Linked DNA regions of Dromaius novaehollandiae: region 2 is linked to region 1. The links are chromatin contacts, called in public Hi-C maps. All regions are on one chromosome and are shown on one strand. Each heading gives the region's core, a stretch centred on a gene start, on an enhancer-like site or on the middle of the called end of the contact. The rest is flanking DNA. Distances are from core to core; before and after follow the strand shown. Region 1 holds the start of NEURL1B (neuralized E3 ubiquitin protein ligase 1B). Region 2 holds the start of SH3PXD2B (SH3 and PX domains 2B).

Region 1 (3,196 bases), core at 424-2,923:
GGCAGAACAGCACCTGCACCCAGCACATTCGTTCACTGAGAACATGATCAGTGCTCCATCCATCAGCTGCTAGCAACACCCTACTTAATAGCAGTGGCCCTCCCTTAATGTACACACACACCTGAGCTCAGCATTGCCCCATTCACCTGAGAGAGCAGTAGCCAGTAGAAAAATAAGGATCCAAATTCTTTCCTTTCTTTTCTTCTTCTGCCTACTGCCTGAAACTGCCTATTTCTTGGAGTGGGAAGTATTTACTGCAGATTTAGAGGTCTTAACAGCCTGCTCTGCACTGCCTCTATGCTCCCTTTTCTTTTGCAGTAGGTGGCACTTGGTATCAGTGCAAACACGCTTAAGGTGGGAGAGCTGGATCTCTGCAAATGCATTTGCCACCTACCTGAGAGGAGGGCAACACAGCCCCGCTCTCCAGAGGTCCCTGGCACAAGCCCCAGAGGGACCCATCTCTCCTCCCCTCCCTCAATACCACACAGACCTGGATGTGAAGCTCAGACGAGCAGGTAGCAATGCAGTTTTACAAATTGCCCTGCTGCACATCACACTACAGATCTCATGACAATGTTGTGATTTAATTAAAATGCATATTTCTAGCAGCAAAAAGTCTGGTTTGTTTTTCTCCGGAGGGGGAGAAAATACTAACTAAATAATTAAAAGTTTTTAAAGGTTGTCAAATAAGACTAGGCTATGAATACCAACAAATTTGCTAAAGTTTTTAACATTTCCATCAAAAGCCAGGAACGAAGCATTACAACACTTCATTCAAAAATGAACCTGCAACAGGTAACATGCACTGGCTCAGCTCTGCACGAGGCTACCTGAAACACAGCATGTGGATCCTGAAGGCCTGAGGCCGAGGAGGGGTTAACGAGAAACAAGTTCAGCCTTGCCAAAATTTGCTACTAAATAATAACAATGACAATGCTTCATGCTAGCTTACACGTTACCCAAGACTTTTCTTATTCCCACACAGGATTATTTGTATTACGGAGCTGGCATCTCGTACCGGTTGGCTGAGTTCAGTTATGAGCTCCCTTCAAATCCAGCCAACCAGGCTGCTTTCGGTTGGCCTTTTTGGACGCGCGCACGCGAGAGGCATAAAAGGCAACAAGAACCCGATACCGCAGGGACAGCACGAAGCGATTTGTTTTCCCAGGTTTGTTTTAGCAGCTGGCGAGCTGGGATTGGCAGGCCATTTTGGAGCGAAGGACTTTGAATTACAGAGGGTGGATTTGGCAGGACCGTTTCCAGGGCAGTAACTGCAGGGGACAAAAGTATGGTATTGCCACAATCCCAGCTGGGGAGGGGAAGGGAATAAATATAAAAATAAAAAAAAACAAAACAAAATAAAATAAAATAAAGGAAAAAAAAGCCAAACGCGATGGGGATGCCCAGCCGGGCCATCAGCACAGCGCAGCAAAGGGGCTCAGCGCACCGACACCTGCCTCCCAGTGCACCCACAGCTCACCGGGCGCAGCGGGGGCGCTTCCCCGCCAGCCCCACGCGTGTCACACCCCCAGCGCACTCACCGGGGCCGGCGGCGCCGCGCGGGACGGACTCGACGTTCCCCATGGCCGGGCGGAGTGGAGCGGAGCGGGGCGCAGAGCAGCGGGACGGGACGAGGCGGGCGGACAACACCGCGCTCCCGCCGCCGGTTCGAAACCGCCGCCCGCCCCGCCCGCTGCGGCGGCCGCCAACCGGCGGCGGCGGCGGGCGGGGCCCGCCGGCGGCCCGACCCGGCTGTAGCAGGGAACGGGCTGCCCGTGGCCGCGGGGTCTTGGGGCCCTGCGAGCCGCTTGCTGCGGAGGGGCCTTTCCAGCACCTCCCCGAAAAGTCGGGCTGTGGCGGCTGCGGCGGCGGGCGCTGCCGTGGCATCAGCCGTCCACGCCATGCACACCTGTCAGGCTGCAAAGGGGCGCATCTGCACCCTGGCACCCATGCCAGTCTGTAAAGGGAGGCATCTGCACCCTCGCACCCGTGCCAGTCTGTAAAAGGAGGCATCTGCACCCTCGCACCCGTGCCAGTCTGTCAAGGGAGATATCTGTGCTGTGGCACCCGTGTCAGCCTGTAAAAGGAGGCATCTGCAGCCTTGCACCCATGGCAGCCTGTAAAGGCCAGATGTCTGTGCTCGTGCACCCATGTCAACCTCTAAAAGCAGTTGTGTGTACCCGCGCCAGGCTATAAAGGCCAGGCGTCTGCACCCCTGCACCCACCTCAATCTACAAAGGCCGTTTCCCTGCAGCCACACAGCCACACCGATGTGAGGGCCAGGCGTCTGCACCGGTGCAACCATGCTACCCTGTAAAGCCACTTGTCTGCACCTCTGCCAACCCAGTGGTAGTGTCACATGCCTTGAGACTTTGCATTAACAGACTCCAGGCATAAGACAACAGGAAGGGCTTCTCCACGGTCCCTACAAACTGTTGATAAAAGTAATATATTAAAATTGCTTCCCATTCTGAAAAGACTTTAAAAACCCACAGTTCTAGTCCAGACCAGTAGTCCACCTGCAGCAATCTGCCTCAGTGTGCAGCTGTGCTCTGAAGCACCACTGCTTCTGGGAAAGGTCCACAAGCAGAAAAAGGCAACTATCGCATGTCAGAATGGAGATTTCTCCCTCATCTCAGACTGTACATGGTCCTCTTGTGCCTCAAGGGTGCCAGATTTATAATAGAGATGAGTGCCACTGACTCGGGACACTCGGTGCCCATTGCCTCATTTGCTCTTAAGTTTTGCAGGGAACTGATGTGGGTTTCAGAAGCAGTAAATGAGCAAAACAGAAGGGTTGAGATTCCTGAGTGATTCTACAGTAAAAAGCAGCCCAGTTACCCCAGGAATAACTGAGAGAACGAAGGAAAAAGACAGTAAGGAGGCCAGCGTTTATCCCAGAGCCAATTTCCTCTTCTACAGCTGCACTCAGAACTTTATTTCTGAATGCCAGCAGCTTTGCGTTGCCTAGATGCAGATAACACATCCAATTCTGAGTGCCATACACCACGTAATGGGAACATGGGTGCGTTGCTGCTTCTAGCCAGGGACATGGCTATGTCCAAGAGAGCCAGGACAGCGGAGCCTTTGCAGGAATGCTGCTGTCCTTCCGTCCCCGCAATGCCCCGGCGCCCCTTAGCCCAGCTGAGGTAGAGGAAACTTTGTTAACGTGAGTGTGAGCAGGGAAGTGACTGTG
Region 2 (3,196 bases), core at 283-2,782, 240 kb before region 1:
CTTTCCCAGGCTTCATCTCTTGATTAGCACTTGAAGGTTCAGCCCCATGGTCCCCCATGAATCTAAGGGCTTTCCTCATGGGAGCTGGGTTCATGTGGGCCTCTCTATGGAGCCCTGTCCACCTAGTTTCAACAGCTGTCTCACTGAGGAGTAAGAAATGGGCTGGAAGAGCAAGGGCAGTGATGTGCAGCTGATCTGCAAGGAAGGCAGCCCTGCGGACCACACTTGGGAACACCAGCAAGTGCTGGGGAGGAGGGTCAGCAGTGGCGTGGTGTCCCCTTTGGACAACTGAGTGTCCTCCCTAGAGTCACCTCCTCTGCAGGAGTGCAGTGGTTTCGTTCTTTGCTGAGGGGAAGTAGGATGAAGATGAGCCCTATAGGAGGGCAATGGGGGCAATAAAGCCTTGGCAATCTGCCTGTGCCTTCACAAAACAGAGTGCTCTTCTCTGGAGCGGTTGTAGCAAAGTTAGCAGTATAAAAAGGAGCCACATTTAAGGAGCTGCCAAGGAGTGAGATGAGTTGTTTATGATTAAATTAAATTCATATGAAAGCTAATGCCCTGCTAGTGCTAGTCTTGGGTAACTTTATAATGTAATTAAAAGCCCAACAGGGAAGAGAGCTGTGGTTATGCCACGTGTTAAGGAGCTGCTGGGAACACAGAGGCCGTGGGTGGTGCTGATGCAGAGAAGCTCCAGGTCACTACTGCCTTGTCTCCGCTGCCACATGAAAGGCAGTGGTGGGGACAGCGCAAGGCATGAGGGCATGGGCCACTCGTGAGGGAGGGGATGGGGTGCTGGTGGCTGAGCTACCAACTTTGAGCAGTGCTTGAGCTGTCTCAGGTAAGGCGGTTATGATGTTCTGAACATACCATGAAGCCATCACACCCTCCTTTTTCTAGTCACTCAGTTTTCCATATCCTTTAGAGATGCTGCTGTTGGTGACCAAGTTAGCAAAGCCTTGGGCTAAAACTAACGGCAGATGCCATGAGAGAAGAGCAGGGTCAAAAAATCAAAACCTGCTCATGGAACTGAGCACAGGCCCACCATGCCAAGCAAGACACGGGTCCCTGCAAGGCACCCTGGACTCTCACCCCGCCCCAGCAGCCACCTCAGCCGCAGGAAAGACAAGCTGTGTCCTCCAAGAGCCCTCCCGGGAGAAACAGCCGAGTTGCCAGCCAGTCTCGCACTCCGGCATCAGCTCCGGGCGCTGCTTTTCAGGGTGTCTCATAAAAGAGGGCCGTGGTGGCCGCAGGGAGCCCGTGCTGCCCCACTCGGTGTTTCCGACGCGCGTGGTTTCTAAGCACCCCAGCTCCCGGAGGGACGCGGTCGTGGGGACAGCGGCAGCGGACGGGTGACCGTGGCGAGCCACAGCTGGGAGCCGCAGGTGTCACGGCGTCAAGCAGGCAGCGCAGCTCGTCCCCGCTCGGTTTCGGGGCGGGGGGTGAGAAGGCGCCCAGCCCACGCGCACCCGGCCGCGCGAGGGGACTCCGCGCGTGGGGGGCGGCGCCGGCGGCTCCTTTAAGCGCGCGGCGGCAGGGCCGCCCCAGCGGTCGGGATAGGCCGGGCCGGGCCGGGGCCGCCCCTCGCCCTGGGCGGGCGGCGCTGCGCGGCGCGGCGCTGCAGGCTCCGCGTCCCGGCTGCGTGCGCCAGTGCCTCCCCCAGCGCCGCCGCTGCCCGCCGCTTCGCTGCTGGCGCCGGGCTGCGGAGGGCAGAGGCATGCCCAGGAGGAGCATCGCGGAGGTGAAGGTGCTGGACGTGCAGAAGCGGCGCATCCCCAACAAGCACTATGTGAGTGGCGCGGCCGGGCGGCGCTGGGCGCTGCGCTCCGCCGCGCCCGGCCCGGCCCTGGGCAAACAAAGGCCGGGCGCTGCGGGCGGCGGGGGCCGGCTCCCCGCGGGCGCCGGGCTGGCGAGGGGCCGGGGGCCGGGGGAGGTGAGCGGGGGGCCGCGGCCCCACCTGCCCGCGGGCGGAGCGCAGCGCCGCGTCCCCGCTCCGCGCCCCCCGCAGGGGCGGCCCGGGCACCCCCGGCCCCGGCGGCGGGGTGCGCCGCGCCCCTCCGGCCCCCAGCGCGGCGGGGAGCGCGGAGCTGGGCGGCGCCGCAGGAGGTGCCGCGCCCGGGCAGCCCCGTGCGGGGGTCGCCCTGCCAGCGGCCGTCGGAGGGGTCCGAGGGGGCACCCTGGGGACCGTCCCTCGGGCCCCCAGAAGGTGCCTCTGCTGTTATGTCAGGGCGAGGGAGCTCGGAGACCTGTTGGCTGCGGAGTGCTGGAGTAAGGGACGCCCCAGCTCCTTGCTATCGCGACTGGGACAGTCCCCGTCTTAAAGCCTCCCGCACCGTTTTATGTCTCTGCGTTGCATGGGAAATGCTTTCCTTCCTATTCCGAGGCATCTTCTGAACGCTTGTAACTTGTGTACCGTGATGGTTTTTTTCTTGTTATTTTTATTTTACACTTTGGTGCGTTCCCAGGCATCCACGGAGACCTTGTGGGTGAATCCTGGCAAATCCTGAAAAAAAACCTGGAACAAAGCTCAAAGTGTTCTACCCATCCTGCTCACCTGGGACCGGGATGATCCGGGGACACGCCGCCAGTGCCGCGCTTGGGTTGAGCGGATGCGTGGGGCTGGCTGAGGTGGGCACTGTGGGTGCTTCGAAGGACAGCGACTTCCCCGGGTCACCCGTCTGGTTTGTGGCAGTGAGCAACAGCAAGAGGAGAAGGGGACAGGCCAGCTCCGGCTTTAGCAGAGGGTAGCAGGCTTTACCCCTGCTCCCGTCCGGCGAGCGCTGCCCTGTGGGTGCAGTCACCCAGCCCCTGTCACTCTGCTGTCCTCTCCCACCCTACTTGCAGCTGTATCAGGCTCTGGCTCAGCCTGGCCCCGTCTCCAGCTTGGCCCCTTCTGCCGGCCATCTCTGTCCCTGATTTCCTCATCTCATTTAGATTATGCATGGGACCTGGAGAAGGCGGATGTGAGGGGATTTGATGAGCTGCATATGTTTCTGTTTGTCTTGGAGGACGCACGTCTCCCGTGGGCGCTGCGATGGGGCTGGGACGGCAGGCGCGTGGGCTTGCCTGCGCGGGCCGGTCCTCTGCTCTCCCTCCGAGGCCGGGACAGGGGATTCCTCGCGGGCCGGTGTCGTGGCTGCTGGGCTTACGGCCGGAGCGGGGACGGGCTCCTTTGGGAAAGCTCCTCTGGGCATGGCGT

The links. A called contact is a pair of places that touch in the nucleus more often than the background predicts.
Region 2: a contact with region 1 is called in a Hi-C map of ovary, with 3 times the contacts expected there. The contact joins the promoter of SH3PXD2B here to the promoter of NEURL1B in region 1. A contact is called at or near these places in 3 of 4 Hi-C or Micro-C datasets (brain, liver and ovary).

The regions. Positions count from the first base shown.
Region 1 is chr15:15,790,650-15,793,845 of bDroNov1.hap1, reverse strand. NEURL1B (neuralized E3 ubiquitin protein ligase 1B) reads right to left here and starts at 1,673. Exons shown (of 5, transcript XM_026122697.2): 1 at 1,542-1,673. The coding sequence starts at 1,584.
Region 2 is chr15:16,035,152-16,038,347 of bDroNov1.hap1, reverse strand. SH3PXD2B (SH3 and PX domains 2B) reads left to right here and starts at 1,532. Exons shown (of 14, transcript XM_064521026.1): 1 at 1,532-1,786. The coding sequence starts at 1,715.